Regions from separate parts of the Bos taurus genome. Here region 1 is linked to region 2. Evidence: chromatin contacts called from public Hi-C data. All regions are on one chromosome and are shown on one strand. The core of a region is the stretch at or near the end of the contact, and the rest is flanking DNA. Distances in the headings are between cores, read along the strand shown. Region 1 holds the start of LOC101907965 (26S proteasome complex subunit SEM1). Region 2 overlaps SUMF1 (sulfatase modifying factor 1).

Region 1 (7,105 bases), core at 1,181-3,680, 56 kb before region 2:
GAAGCCAAAAAACAGAGCCTAAAGCAGAAGCAGTTATCAGCTGCCAATGTTTCCACCAAGATGGACACACGAGTGACTCCTTGGAGCAATGCTCCTCATCTATAGTCTCAGGCAGAATTTCCGACAACCTTCGCTACTCCTTTTCCCTACAGGAGAATCTGATATACTTCAAGCCTTCATCTTACAGATAATGCAACTAAAGCTTACCTCTGGGGGTAAGCAGCCCCAGAGGTGAGAATGGGGATTTGAAAAAGTAAGTAATCCCAGGCCTCACTGGAGCCCTATTCACTCAGTCTTCTGGGACGAGGGCTCAGGAAAGTGCATTTGTGACAACTCCCGGGAGTACTTCTAACACAACAAGCTAGACGTGGCATAGGGACCAGGTCTGAGGACATCAGATGGAGTAGGGAGATGGGGAATACAAAGCTGCTGAGACTCAATAACAGGCAAAGTTTCTGACCTTCAGACTATGAGTTAAATTTTAAACTTTCAGGGGCCCCTAAGGCCTGAAGCATCCCAACCAAGCCATATGTAGGAAAGGTCAGAATTAATAACTCAGAGACAGGGTCCAGATCACCAAACCACAAGGAGGAAAATAACATAGTAATTACAGGCAGTAAAGAGGTCACTGTGGATTGTGGGCAGGGGTAGGGAGTGGAAACAATTTACTCCTCAATACTGATTTCATTAACAGTGAATCACTTTTGCAGACTGGACTCATTTGCAATCAAAATTGGACCGATCACATAACCCGGGGTTATATTTCAGCCACAGAGAGTGAGGAATGCTGCAGTGGTGAGGCCAGATGAAGACCTCAGTTTGATTTCATTCATCACCCTCTGACAACTAGGTCTGACTCCTACAGGAGAATTTTCCTACACTGAGCTACCTTGGTTGTTCTCAGATTCGTTGTAGGACTAAAAAAAAAAAAAAATAGTACTGAAAAGCTGCAGCTTCACTGTGGGTGAGAACACAGATTGGGACAGCCTTTTGGAGGGCTGTCAATATCCATCAGAATTTAAAATAACCATAAGCTCTGATACAGGAGTTAAGACTCCTAGGAAATTATCCTACAGAATCTATCTGCACAAACTGGCAGAGATATAAGTAGGCACAAATAGTTTTATTGGAACATTTTTTAACAATAGAAACTGAAAATAATCCAAATATTCATCAATAAGGAATGCTTAAATAAAGTCAGCTATTTAAAAAGAGCTAGACCTATATAGTACTTTCATGGGGCATGCAAAACATGTAAAATGAATAGCATTATAATATGACTCCATTTTGTTTCATAAAAACCAAATATAAGTTGAATACATTTTGTATGATTTCTGTGTGCCTCTATGTACCAGGTTGGCCAAAAAGTTTGGTTGGGTATTTTCAAAAACCTGACTAAACTTTTTGGCCAACCTAATACATATTGATGATCATCTGTACTCAATGTCTACCAACAGACATATGTATAATATGTGTTTGTAAATGCATACAAAAAGTCTGGAAAGATACACTTACTGTTCATAATAGTTACCTCCTAGCACAGATTTGAGAGAAGACCAGAATTCACAGAATGAAGGACACTTTGCATGTTTTTCAGAGTCTCTAGTTTTACCCGATGCATTTTATTGCTGTTATAATTTTTTTAAAAAAAAGGTTTTTCTAATGGAACTTGATGGACTTATTAATAAGATACTTACTAATAAAGGCAGTAGAAATTCGGAAACTAATCAGAGTAATAAGATGAGAGATCATTCTAAAACCCCTCCTCCCTTCCAAAGGTTCTCGTCTCCACGAGCTCTTTAAAAAGCACGAGACTGGAGAGGACAAATATTTCCGATAAATTTTTCCTATGGAATAAATATTTGCACATTCTTCTTTATCTTTTCCCACTTGCCTCCCCAAATCCACAGTACCCCTCAATGAAAGGTTCTCCAACTTTAGGGATCATTTGTACAAAAACAGCAAAACCCAAAACCAATGTGGCCACTAGAGGGGGAACATTACATATAAAACCAGTTCAAGTTGCCATGGATGGAGGTACCAGGGCTGGCTCCAAAAGAGACCAACGCTAACAGCCCAGAAGCAGTATCAACATGATTCACCCCTTGGCTTGCCTAATATATCCTGGAGCAAGAGTTTGTTAATAAATACAAAACTACAAATGTGAATGTGGTTTCCACATTAATGAGGTTTTTTTTTTTTTTCCTCCCCACCAAACTGAGTATTTACAAATGTTCTGGAACAGAAGAAAATTCTAAGTTTGAAGCTGTCCTGAAACCACGTCTTAAGAAACAATACCCAGTTTTCAGTCCCTTGGCAGAGTTAGGGGTAGAGAGTAAGAAACTTGTCACAAAGACCAGGGAATTGACTCTTATCAAGGAAGTCCTCCCATATGCTTTTTCAGAGCGCTATTTAACAAGCACGGTGCAAGCATAGAGGCGGCAACGGCGGAGGTGGCTGCGGTGAGGAAGAACGAGGGCTCGAACTTTCTTACTGGCCTGAGAGCTTTAGGGCTCCTGGGGTCACGATGTCAGAGAAAAAACAGCCGGTAGACTTGGGTCTCCTGGAGGAGGACGACGAGTTCGAGGAGTTCCCTGCGGAAGACTGGGCTGGTTTAGATGAAGATGAAGATGCACATGTCTGGGAGGATAATTGGGATGATGACAACGTAGAGGATGACTTCTCCAATCAGTTAAGAGCTGAACTAGAGAAACATGGGTATAAGATGGAGACTTCATAGCATCCAGAAGAAGTGTTGAAGCAACCTACACCTGAACTGTTTACTAAATTCTAGAACAGAGAACCCAGGCTGGGATACCTACAAATGTTTATTTCATTACCTGCTTTGATTTATCTTTGTTTTTGTAATGCAAAAAAATAAATGTTTTGATCTAAAAAAAAATAAAAAATAAAAAGAAAGCACGGTGCAGGACCCTTTTCCTTTTGCTCTTCACACATGATCTCAGTCGTCTTATCAGCTGTAATTTTTTCATAAATTTGAGCTTGGTATGAATGAGCTGATAATGCACCCTTTGATCTTCATTATTTCCAGCAGAAGAATGTTTCCCATACTCAGCCTTCTCCTACCTTACCCCTAAAAATTCGCTTCTTTATGGTAAGATAATCACTTTGTAAAAACAAGCAACACACTTTAGGAAAGAAAAGGATGTTAAGAAAAACATGTAGTCCTAACCTTGGAAGTCTCATTGCTGTATTGAAAATGATGTAAAGCCAGTAAAGATTTGCAAGCAGATCACCCTATACTGGGGCTTTCCTGGTAGCTCAGCTGGTAAAGAATCCACCTGCAATGTGGGAGACCTGGGTTTGATCTCTAGGTTGGAAAGATCCCCTGGAAGAGGGCAAGGCAACCCAGTTCAATATTCTTGCCTGGAGAATCCCCATGCAGAGAGGAGCCTGGCAGGCTACAGTCTATGGGGTTGCAGAGTCCGACGTGCCTAAGCACAGCACAGCACCCTACACTGATGGTTTTAACACTCCTGCCTTAATTCTACCTTTTCTAAAAGTATTTCCATTTAATTTTCAAAATCTGAAAAACTGGTTAAGGAACTCATATCAAGCAACCAGTAGGGGAACAATTTAAACTGAGACAGTCTGGCTCCAGGGTCATTCCTAACTACTGTCATTTTTAACTACTAAGCCATTTCCTTCCTCGATCTTTGCCTTTTTTTCTCCTTGAGGCTACCTTTCGCCCCAGTGATCTCTCCTCCTCAATCCACCCTTCCCCACCCCACACTTAATTTAAAACCACGGATCTAGTGATGTGGTAGAGAGAACTGAAGTCACAAAAACGGTGTGAGTCCTGGTCCTGCTTCATTCAGCTATGTCACCTGGATGCCTCGCAAACACCGAGTCCTAGCTTCCTAAGTGCACAGTGGGAATACTAACCAAAAATAGCCAAAATTGCTTCTTCCCAAGATCATCTGCAGATCAAATTAGATCATGTACATAAAACAACTGGCATAGTATCTGGATAAGGCGTGCCTAAAACTATCGACTGGAAAACAAACCAGGCAAGAAGGTAGAACCATCACAATTTACAGCACAACGAAGATGAATTCCACCAGGAGAAAGTCAGCTACTTCACGAAAGGAACACTGAGACCTTCCTCAATTGCTTATGAAACCACCACCATCGGAGGCGGCAGGCAGTTGACAGGCAGGGTCCCAAGACTACATCACCTTAAGCAGAGGCTGCAACAGTGGGGGAGCTTACACTGTGTATACCTGATATTCCAAAGCCCATCTGAGGAGTCCTATTGATATATCAGAGTGATTCTGACTACAGGATGGTACAGGGCCATCCACGCACAACTGTCTCTCAGGAGCCAACTCCATTATCAGCATCTCTGTGGAAATGTGACAACCCGTGGTGGGGCTGCCTGCCTGTGCTCCTCCCCAAAGTTTCCTCTTTCTGACCCTTCCAAGTAACTGCTTCAACTAAATCACTGGTGGGTCTTCATAGAACCAGGTATTCTCCTATGCATTTACTAGGTATCCCGGAATGAAGAGGAAGGAAGCGCTTCTTAACAGATTGTTTTACTTTATCCTGCGGCCATTTACCGGAGAAGGCAATGGCACCCCACTCCAGTACTCTTGCCTGGAAAATCCCATGGATGGAGGAGCTTGGTGGGCTGCAGTCCATGGGGTCGCTAAGAGTCGGACACGACTGAGTGACTTCACTTTCACTTTTCACTTTCATGCATTGGAGAAGAAAATGGCAACCCCCTCCAGTGTTCTTGCCTGGAGAATCCCAGGGACGGGGGAGCCTGGAGGGCTGCCGTCTGTGGGATCACACAAAGTCAGACACGACTGAAGCAACTTAGCAGCAGCAGCAGCGACCATTTACACTCAGTTCTTCTGGATTGTCCTCTGAAGAGATGGAGAAGGGCTGCTCATTATTCCCAAGACAGACTCGGTCACCATCAGACCTCACTTTTCTCCTGGATCAGCAGTCTTTAAATCTTTTGCTCTCGGGACCCCTTCATGTGCAAAGTCACTTGAGTCATGTCCTACTCTTTGTGACCCTATGGAACATAGCTCACCAGGCTCCTCTGTCCATGGGGATTCTCCAGGCAAGAATACTGGAGTGGGTTGCCATGCCCTCGTCCAGGGGATCTTCCTGACCCAGGGATGGAACTTGGATTTCATGTTTCCTGCATTGGCAGGTAGGTTCTTTACCACTAGCACTATCTGGGAAGCCCCAGGATCCCTCACATGCCTATGACTGAAGACTGCAAAGAGTTTTTGCTATTTGGGTCAGAGCTAACATTTAGTACATTAAAAATTAAGACTGGAAACATTTTTAAACATAAAACTACACAAGCTTGTATTCTATGAGTCATTAGGCTGTACATCCTTAAGTCTCTGGAAAATCCCCCTGTACACTCATGAGACAATGAGAATAAAAAAGGCAAATCACATCTTTGTATTATTATGAAGATAGATTTGATTCAACTCCCTGAAAAGGGTCCAGAGGCTGTGTTTTAAGAGTTGCTGTTCTCAAAACCTGTAACACCGATTCCTATAAACACTGTGAAACCCTAAACTGTTCTTTGAGTGTGGTTTTGAGTTTTAAATGTGGTAATTTATAAAGTTAGAATCTACATCCTGGACCAATAATTTCAGAAAAGAATTAAGCAAGAAGAAATAATTTAAATGACTTAGTAGAATTACCTAAACAACTATTCTCTAAAACTGGCATGTAAATTAACATTAAAGATACCACAGAAAACATTAACAGGCTAACCAGAATATTATGAGCCAACAGACTGTCCTCCCTTTTCTGTTTTCTTTCTAATTATTGCTAGGCTAACAAATGACATTTTCATTGGTATTAAACCTGCCAGAGGTTCTTTGTGAGCTGGCTTGAAGAGGAAAAACTTCATAATTATACAATCTATGTAGCAATAAGCAGATCTAATATTTTTCCTTTAAAGAGAACTTTGGGGAACAGATGGACCACACACTATCAGAATATTTTCAAATTCAAGTATTGGGTTGGCCAAAAACTTCATCCCAGTGTTTCCATAATATCATACTGAAAAACCTCAACAAACTTTTTTTAGCCAACCTAGAATTAACAGAAGTTTGGGGGTCATTCATGTCAGTTTTTTCCCCTGTGTTTTAATATTTGAGATAGAGGTCAAATTCTGCTTTTAAATTCAGCCTCTTTGTTTTCTCCTTCTTGGCCCTCTGTTTTGCTCTCTCAACTTTGCTCTCTGTTCTAAGCTGAAACCCAGAACTGACCAGGACGGTCTGGCGGTACCTTCCTGCTCCTCTGATCCTAACAATCATACTCACTAGAAACAAGTACCAATAGCCAGGGAGTTTGGGATGGACATGTACACACAGCTATATTCCAAATGGATACCCAACAAGGACTCACTGAATAGCACAGGGAACTTTACTCAGTGTTCTGTGTCAGCCTGGATGGGAGGGGTGTTTGAAGGAGAACGGATATGTGTATATGTATGGCCGAGTCCCTTCACCGTTCACCTGAAACCACCGTACTCCAATACAAAATTAAAAGTTTAAAGTCTGAAAAAAAGACACAAGTACCAAGCAAGCACTTACCCAAGTAGTTTCTACTAAACACTTTATTTTTGCATTATTTCATCTCTCCTCACAACCCCAAGAGGCAGGTGCTATTACCATCCCCATTTCACCTGAGAAGATGTTACCTGCCTGAAGGTGGCAAGGTGAGTAGGTGGAGGAGCAAGGAAATGATCCCAGATAATCTGATTTTGGTGCTCTCTCCACACAATGCTAAGGGCTTTTTATTTTTATTTTTTTAAAGACTTATTTTGATGTGGACCATTTTAAAGTATTTCTTGAATTTGTTACAATATTGTTTCTGGGATTTTTTTTTTTTTTTTTTGGCCATGAGGCATGTGGGATCTCAGCTCCCCAGCCAGAGATTGAACCTGCAGCCCCTGTATTGGAAGGCAAAGTCTTAACCACTGGACTGCCAGGGAAGTCCCTAAATTGCCTTTTAAAGATGATAATGGAGGAGAGGAAAAGGGCATCCTTCCATGTCATTTAAAAGTAAAGAAATTAAATTTCATTTGACAAGTTCTCTGTCTGGA
Region 2 (7,574 bases), core at 4,074-6,573:
TAATTTACAACCATAGTAATTTATTATCAAGTTTAAGTCAACTTCCTTAATATTTTCATGTCTTTTTCATTTTGAACACCAGGTTACTTTTCCATCAAACTGATTTATTCTAAACTGTCCTCATTGAAAATACGTGAATAAAGGGTCTCATGTGAGATAAAAATCCTTAACCAACTTCTCTGTGCACTACTACCTACAAGTGGAATTCCAGGAATGTGAGCTGCGCTGAATAGGCTGCCAAGGGGGTAGTTGATGGGTGAGACAGTCTCAACTCAGGAAGATGTGATATTTACTGTCTCTTGCCAGGCTTAGACAAGGCCAGTCTCATGCCATAGGCAGAGGAGGTCTGGGAAACAGGCTAAGCAGGAGTCTAACATTTCTGATGCACAAAATTCATTGATTCATATAGTGGTATGTGGCCAGAGGAGGCATTATTGGGACAAGGAACAAATAAATGCAGAATTTAGAGGATGGACAAATTCAAGTCCAAGTTCCAAGTCCAATCACCCAATGGCAAAAACAGGACTGACCATGAGGCACCTGCCAATATGTGGTCCATTTTGACCTCGGGTCAGAGGTTGGCACGTGTCCTGTGTGACAGGCAAGGGTCAGAGGTGTGTTCTTCAAAACATGCAGAGTGCAAACTCCAAACCACAACCAGCACAACAGGAGGGCTTATGTTTTCTCTGGTCAGTTCCACACCACAACACCGCAGCCTTGCAAAACAACACATTTCCCAAAATGTCTAGAGCTATATGATCTAACTGAACAGTCAAACTCCACATTGACAAAAACAGAACAAACAGAATCTCTGGCTAATAGCATCTGACAAGCATCAGGGATTCATTCAGAGGAGGAATACTTTTTGGGAAACTTTATTCCCAATGGACTCTAATGAGCCACAAAGCAAGATTTTCATTGTAAGGATGACTACGTGATATGTTAACAAAAGGTAAGGATAGGAAGAATATTAGGCATTCATTATTTATAAACATCATTTTCTCCTCCTCTGCTCCCAAAGGCCAACATTTCTTGTTAATTCTGCTGAATAGAAGCATATATTTGTATGTGTGCAGTTGTTCAGTCATGTTCAACTCTTTTGCAACCCCATGGACTGCAGCCCACCAGGCTCCTCTGTCAATGGGACTTTCCAGGCAAGAATACTGGAGTGGGTTGCCATTTCCTCCTCTAGGGAATATGCCCAACCCAGAGATAGAACCCACGTCTTTTGCACTGGCAGCTGGATTCTTTACCACTGACCCACCTGGGAAGCCCGAAAAGAAGCATATAATCTTCCAATTAAGTAGCAAAAAATAATTAAGAAAAAGAAAAAGTAAATCACTAGCACAATAGTACTTTTGGGGTCTAAAGTTATATTTTCACATGCAACATTATCAGATCTAACTTGCCAACAATTTCATGAGATAGGTATAATTATTCCCAATTTGTATATAAGGGAACTTAAGGTATGTCCTAACCTTAGAGAGATTCCTTTAAGATCAACTGGTAGAGCTAAAATCCACATTACTTTGACTAATTCTAAGGCTATATTTCTTTCCCTTAGGACAGAAAAAAAGCTGCCCAAATGAAACTGTGTACCTTAAGTGAGAGTGGCAAAGATATTACAGATTACTCTATCCTTTTGTATCACCAGTGAACCAGGGTACCATGGTACCCCGGGTATGGTACTAGGGTAGTGAAGTAAGGATGTAGGTGTGGGAAATCAGGATGCTAGATAAGTGCTATATAGTCTTTGACTGAAAGCACCACACTTCTGGGGGATTGCCAGTGGCTCAGTGGTAAAGAATCTGCTTGCCAGTGCGAGATGTGTGAGCTCGACCTCTGGGTCAGGAAAATCCCCTGGAGGAGAAAATGGCAACCCATTCCACTATTCTTGCCTGGGAAATCCCATGGACAGAGGAGTCTGGAGGGCTACAGTTCATGGGGTCACAAAGAGTCAGACAAGACTGAGCGACTAAGCATACAAGCACCACCACACACTTCCAGAGATTAATCTGGGTTTCTAGGTAAAGTAACTACAAAGGAAAACACACACACACACATACAAATTACTTCTTAATTGGGTTAAAAAAGTAGCATCAGCGGCCACACTCTGGATTGCACCTGTGTAGAAAGACAGGCTGTCAACCTAAGCAGTTTCGAAAATTACACACATGCATGCATGGACACTCCCCAGAACCTTCTACCAGGCAAGATCAAACTGACCCTCACTCCATATGGCCAAATACCTCCGCCTCTCCTAGGATTTTGTGTACAAAGCATACAAGGTGTTACTAGCCAATAAAATAAACACTAATGATTAACTTTTGCTCCCTGGAAGTCACTGAACAAGAAAAAGGTATTCCCTGAATAGCCTCTGCCTACAGAGCACTGACTGTTCCCAAGTTCCCCAAAGAAGCTTGAAAAGTATTTGCCATTATGAGTTAGTCTTGGAGCTAAAATATACACATGACACTGAAGAGGTCCGTTTCTGGGTTGAAATGTTTACTTTGGTTCAAAACTTACCCTGAAAATATATGTTTTTAACTAGCTTTTGCTTTTGAAACACCTCCAGTATGAACAGTGATCAAACTCTCTTTGATTCGATTCTAGGTATCTGGAACTGGCTTTATTACAGGACCAGGTTCTTTGCTAGGCGCTGGAGACACACAGCCCTTAGGGAAGAAAGGCAGATAAATTAAGACCTTGAAGAGAAATGGGAGTTTAAACCAGCTCAGGTGAGAACTATCAAGAGCTGTGAGGAACTGCTGAGCTCAAATCCCAGACTGAAGACAAGGCCAGAGAGGTGAGCTTATTTTCCCAGAGGTCAGCTGATTCCAGCTGCAGCAAGTGTAATACTGAGAAGCTGAACAGAACTTTGCATAGACTCATGGGCCCCAAGGAAACAATTGGAGCTTAGGGCCTTCATGGTGGCTCAGCTGGTAAAGAATCTGCCTGCAATGCAGGAGACCTGGGTTTGATCCCTGGATTGGGAAGATCCCCTGGAGAAGGGAAAGGCTACCCACTCCAGTATTTTGGCTTGGAGAATTTCATGGACTATACAGCCCATGGGGTCGCAAAGAATCGGACACAACTGAGCAACTTTCACAGGGCCCTCCAAGGAAGAAGAGTCGTGGAAACCCCCTAGCCCACTGGCTGGCACCCTGAGGAGCTATATACATCTAGCCCTCACAAGGACTGAAGCTGAGCTTCAAATCACCTCAATTACTGGCTAGAATAGCTAATATGATATGTAAGTTTCCAGAAGCAAAGATAAGCCTGCTCTAGAGAGAGATTCCACTCTCCAGATCTCAAACAATCTCTACAGTTTATCTCACACAATGTCTGGTACTCAATCAAAAATACTGAAGCATATGAGAAAATAAGATGTAACCAAAACCCAAGAACGGCACACAACAGAAGCTGGTCAACTGAGTGGCATGCTATGAGAGTTATCAGATACAGACTTCAATATATGATGACTAAATATAAACTCATATATAAAGAATGGATAAACAACAATATAGCACAGGGTACTGTATTCACTATCCTGTGATAACCATAATGGAAAAGAATATGAAAAAGAATGTGTGTATATGAATATATATAAAGTATGCATATATACACATATATAAAAAGAATATATGTGTATATATATACATAAACTGAATCAGTAGGCTGTACAGTGGAAATTAATATATTGTAAATCAATTCTACTTCAATAAAATAAGAAAAAAATACATATATACGTAATGACTAAAAAACCACAGTGAGATAGCACTATACACAGACCAGAACAGCTTAAATTAAAAATACCGACAAATATCAAGTGTTGATAGAGTAGTTTTTGTTCTATCTCTTTGGTTAAAAGAAATACAGTAAATACAATAAGCTGTCAGTATATGTTAAATCGTAATGCCAGATACATAGGTCTCTGTTATGCTATTTTCTGAACTTTTGTAACGTTTCAAAATGAAATGCTGAAAGGAAGAAAAAGCTGTGGTCACTGAGTGATCAGCAACAGTTAAATTATTTTAGCCTTCAGAAGTCATGTTCAAGAGTCTGTACTTCATTTATTCTTTAAACAGAGGAGTGAGAGCATTAACCGTATTCTCTATGAAGATCATTCCAGCTGCAACAAAGCAGAAAGAATGAAGCCAGGGAGCCCAACTGGGAGGCTGATGTGGTAACACAGAGAGGCAACAGTGGCGCTGTCAAGATTTGAATGATAAGAGTCTGAGTTTGCAAGGGAATTGGGGTTCAGTCCTCCAAACTGGTGAATTTAATCCCAGTCAAACCAGGAAGCAAATAAGGCCTCTGTGAAAGAAACCTACAAGGCTAATGATTTATAGAGCAAAGACAACATCCAAGATCAGAGCCTGGGACTGTGAAAACAAGAATATATGGATTTTTCTGTAAATCCTTAGAAGCAACACAAGCAATTATAAAACTGAAAGCTAATAAGCACTCAGCTCGACAACAGATGGTCACAGAAATACATTCACAACTTGCCAGAATTTTGAAGCCTTGTGCACCCTTTCCAAACATGCAGATGCTTTCATCTAAGGCGAGAAAAAAATTCTATTTCTGCTTCTGACAGCAAACGCCAAGTCACATTGTGCCAGTAGAGAATGGCGTCTCCCAACCTCAAACCCACCGAAAATTTCACAATCTTACTCTCACGTTAGAGAGATGGGTTGCCTTTGACCACTAATTCCACCAGCCCTGCCAAGGAAACCAAAGAGGAAATGACCATTTCTGAAGAACTCAGCTTTCTAATCTGCCCCCCAAAAAGGAGATTTCTGTCTATAGATTATTCATGAGCAACTCATGTGTTATTCTGTGAAGAAAAAACAAGCATATCACATAAATTTATGCCTAAATTCTGAAAAAAAAGAAGGCCGGAGGCACAGAGTCTGAAAATTTCTTCAACTACTCTGAGCTGTTTAACCTTTCACTGAGAAGAGATCAAAGAATTAATTGTCTTTATCACTACCTTTTGTAAGTTTTCAAGAGGTTAAGGTTATTAAGTTCCCAGTCTAGCTAGTTTGGGTATAAATATATATTCCTGGATCTGACTTATGAATGTCTAGTTTGCTAGAGATAGGATTTTTAAATGGCATTTCCCCCCCCAATCTGTTCACACAAGAAATACTCAGACATGTTCTTTTTAAAGGAAGTACTTCCCACTCGCACACCTAATTCTTATAGTGTCTAAATCATTATATACGCTGAGAGAGCTTGGCTTTAGAGGCAGAGTAGCCCACTAGCTGCAATCAATAGTCCTCCCGTGCCAGAGAAGGTAAAATTTAACTTAGTTTTGCTACATTCCCAAGGTTTATGAACTGACATACTGTGGAGTTCAGGAAATAATCACCAAATGACTCAACTTCCTGATTCAGCATTCACCCAGAAAACATCCTTCTTATTTTCTCCAAACAATGTTCTTCAATCAAAATTTCAGCCAATGAAAACTCAGGCAATTAGCAGCACAATAAATACCATCTACCAGATCTCACTAGTTATTAACAAACATTAATGAATTTTCCTAGTTATTTATATATCTCATTACTTTGATCACATTTATGAGGCTGAATATAATTTCTAAAGTTATAGGCAGATTTCCTCAAATCATTATCACCAAAACGATCCAGCAGCATACAAAATGTCCACGGACATTTCTACACAATGCCTTAAGGTTGGGGGAAAAAAAAAAAAAGATGTGCTTAATATTCCTTGGGGAAATTCCAAGATTAATTTCAATAGTACATAAATAGCCAAAACACACAAAATTCCTACCATAATCTGCCCAAAGGATGGGTGTAACCTTTTCATAATACATATTCTGAGACTAATACTCACTGGGTTAATCGTTTCTTCAGCAGAATGGTGAACAGTCCACCAGTCTGAAGTCCACTCCCAGGCGTTCCCTACTATATTGTATAAGCCATAACCATTGGGAGGAAAGGCGTCAACCTGAAAATTTAAAAAAGGGGGAAATGTTGTCAATCTACTCACCTTGTCTAGAAAGCCTCTTTAGTATAAAAATGCACAAAGACCTCTTACTTCAAAGTATGAATATGAATTTTCATTCCAACAGTGAAAATACAATCTGGCCAATATAAAAAAAACAGAAGAAGATATTTTTCAGCTTTGAGTTCTCAAAGGGAGTTCAGAAACCTAAGAAGAGTTTATGTTACATGGTAAGAAAGTCAATGAAATAATTTTTAATAGAGAGACTAGTATTGATCACAAGTCAAATCTGTATCTCATTGAGAAGTGGCAAGTAAATTATCTGTAGACCTTCAGAAGCATAAGAGAAACAGAATTATACCCAGTATCAGTCTTGTCATCACAGCTGAGCTCTGCTGGCCACAACATCTTTAGGCACAGAGAGACCTCAGCCAATTCTGTCCTTTCCACCAGCCCCCTCCAACTCACCAGCTTATCTTTAAGCCTGAGTCATTATTGTCAAAACACTGATGGGACTTCTTATTACAGAGAAACTGTGAATTCATTATCAAGTGCTATCTATAAAACAAAGAAAGTTTGCAATCCCTGGGACCTGCAACTATGAGGTAAGCTGCATGGGCTCTTCAGCCAGCAATTACATCACGTTCAAAGGTAGATCAGACAGTCTGCCACATAGTTATGTCACAGACATGATACCAAAGTGCAAAGCTTGTGTACAAAGGAAGGTGGGGAGGAGGACCAGAGAAAAACCTTTGACTGAATAGTAAATGCATACAGAACAAGTTTTGCTATTTTAGGGACTCAGAACTTTTTCCTAACATATTTTACAAGAAATGCTCATACATGAAGGAAACTTTTATTTTTTAAGTGAAAAAAATATTAATTTATCGTTGAGATTCTTTTTAAAAAATCTTTTTGTAAGTTCATGTTTTTTCTCAATTAATGAAGTAGAACTAAAAGGAATAAAATTAATTTCCTACTTGGCTTCAGAAGGTTTTAGATCTACACATAAATATGGAACCATGTGATATGTGGGCAATCCAGGGCACTTCAATAAAGTTATGACGCTACTCTGAAAAAAAATTAATCCAGATGATGGGGAAAGCTGAAAATTTTTACCATTCTGCTTCCAAACTCAGCATTCATTATGGAAACAGCAGTACCTATTCACTGCTTCATTCAGTAATTCCATGCATGTCGACTGAAGGCAGAAAGGGTTTGATGACATAGACGTGAAAGAGTTTTAATGAGGGAGAAAAAATGATGATGCCAAAAATTAAAAATATCCAATCTAGAAAGGCAGGGTGGGATTAGTAGGGTAAGAGAATGAAAGAAAATATGCAGAAACTCCCTAGAGGGAGAGATTTCGAGCTGAAGATGAACCCTCCTCCACAAAGGTAGAAGCATCTTATGGGAATCAAGGTCAGAGGTCAAAGGTCAGAGAGACAGTGAAGGAGAAGGGGTCAGAGGCATAAACTGTTCTTTTAAGAATTTGGAGATAATGAGGAAGAATAAGACAGAAAAATAGTTGGAAGGAAAAGAAGAAAATAATTTGTTTCAGTGAAAAGATGGGAAGGAGCGAGGGGTATGAGAGCAACTGA

The links. A called contact is a pair of places that touch in the nucleus more often than the background predicts.
Region 1: a Hi-C map of liver shows a contact between it and region 2, with 4 times the contacts expected there. The contact joins the promoter of LOC101907965 here to the enhancer-like site in region 2. A contact is called at or near these places in 2 of 11 Hi-C or Micro-C datasets (liver and skeletal muscle).

Annotation. Positions count from the first base shown.
Region 1 is chr22:22,000,371-22,007,475 of ARS-UCD2.0, reverse strand. It overlaps LOC101907965 (26S proteasome complex subunit SEM1), which reads left to right and starts at 2,430. Exons shown (of 1, transcript XM_010817627.4): 1 at 2,430-2,903. The coding sequence starts at 2,528. The coding sequence ends at 2,740.
Region 2 is chr22:21,946,575-21,954,148 of ARS-UCD2.0, reverse strand. It overlaps SUMF1 (sulfatase modifying factor 1), which reads right to left. Exons shown (of 9, transcript NM_001076076.1): 7 at 5,863-5,976. Among named protein-coding and RNA genes, the nearest start is that of SUMF1, 49 kb to the right of the region's middle. Within about 2 kb of position 5,323, at least 6 of the 102 cell types and tissues checked have an H3K27ac peak or open chromatin away from gene starts, as enhancers often do. A contact at or near this core is called in liver, where this site is marked.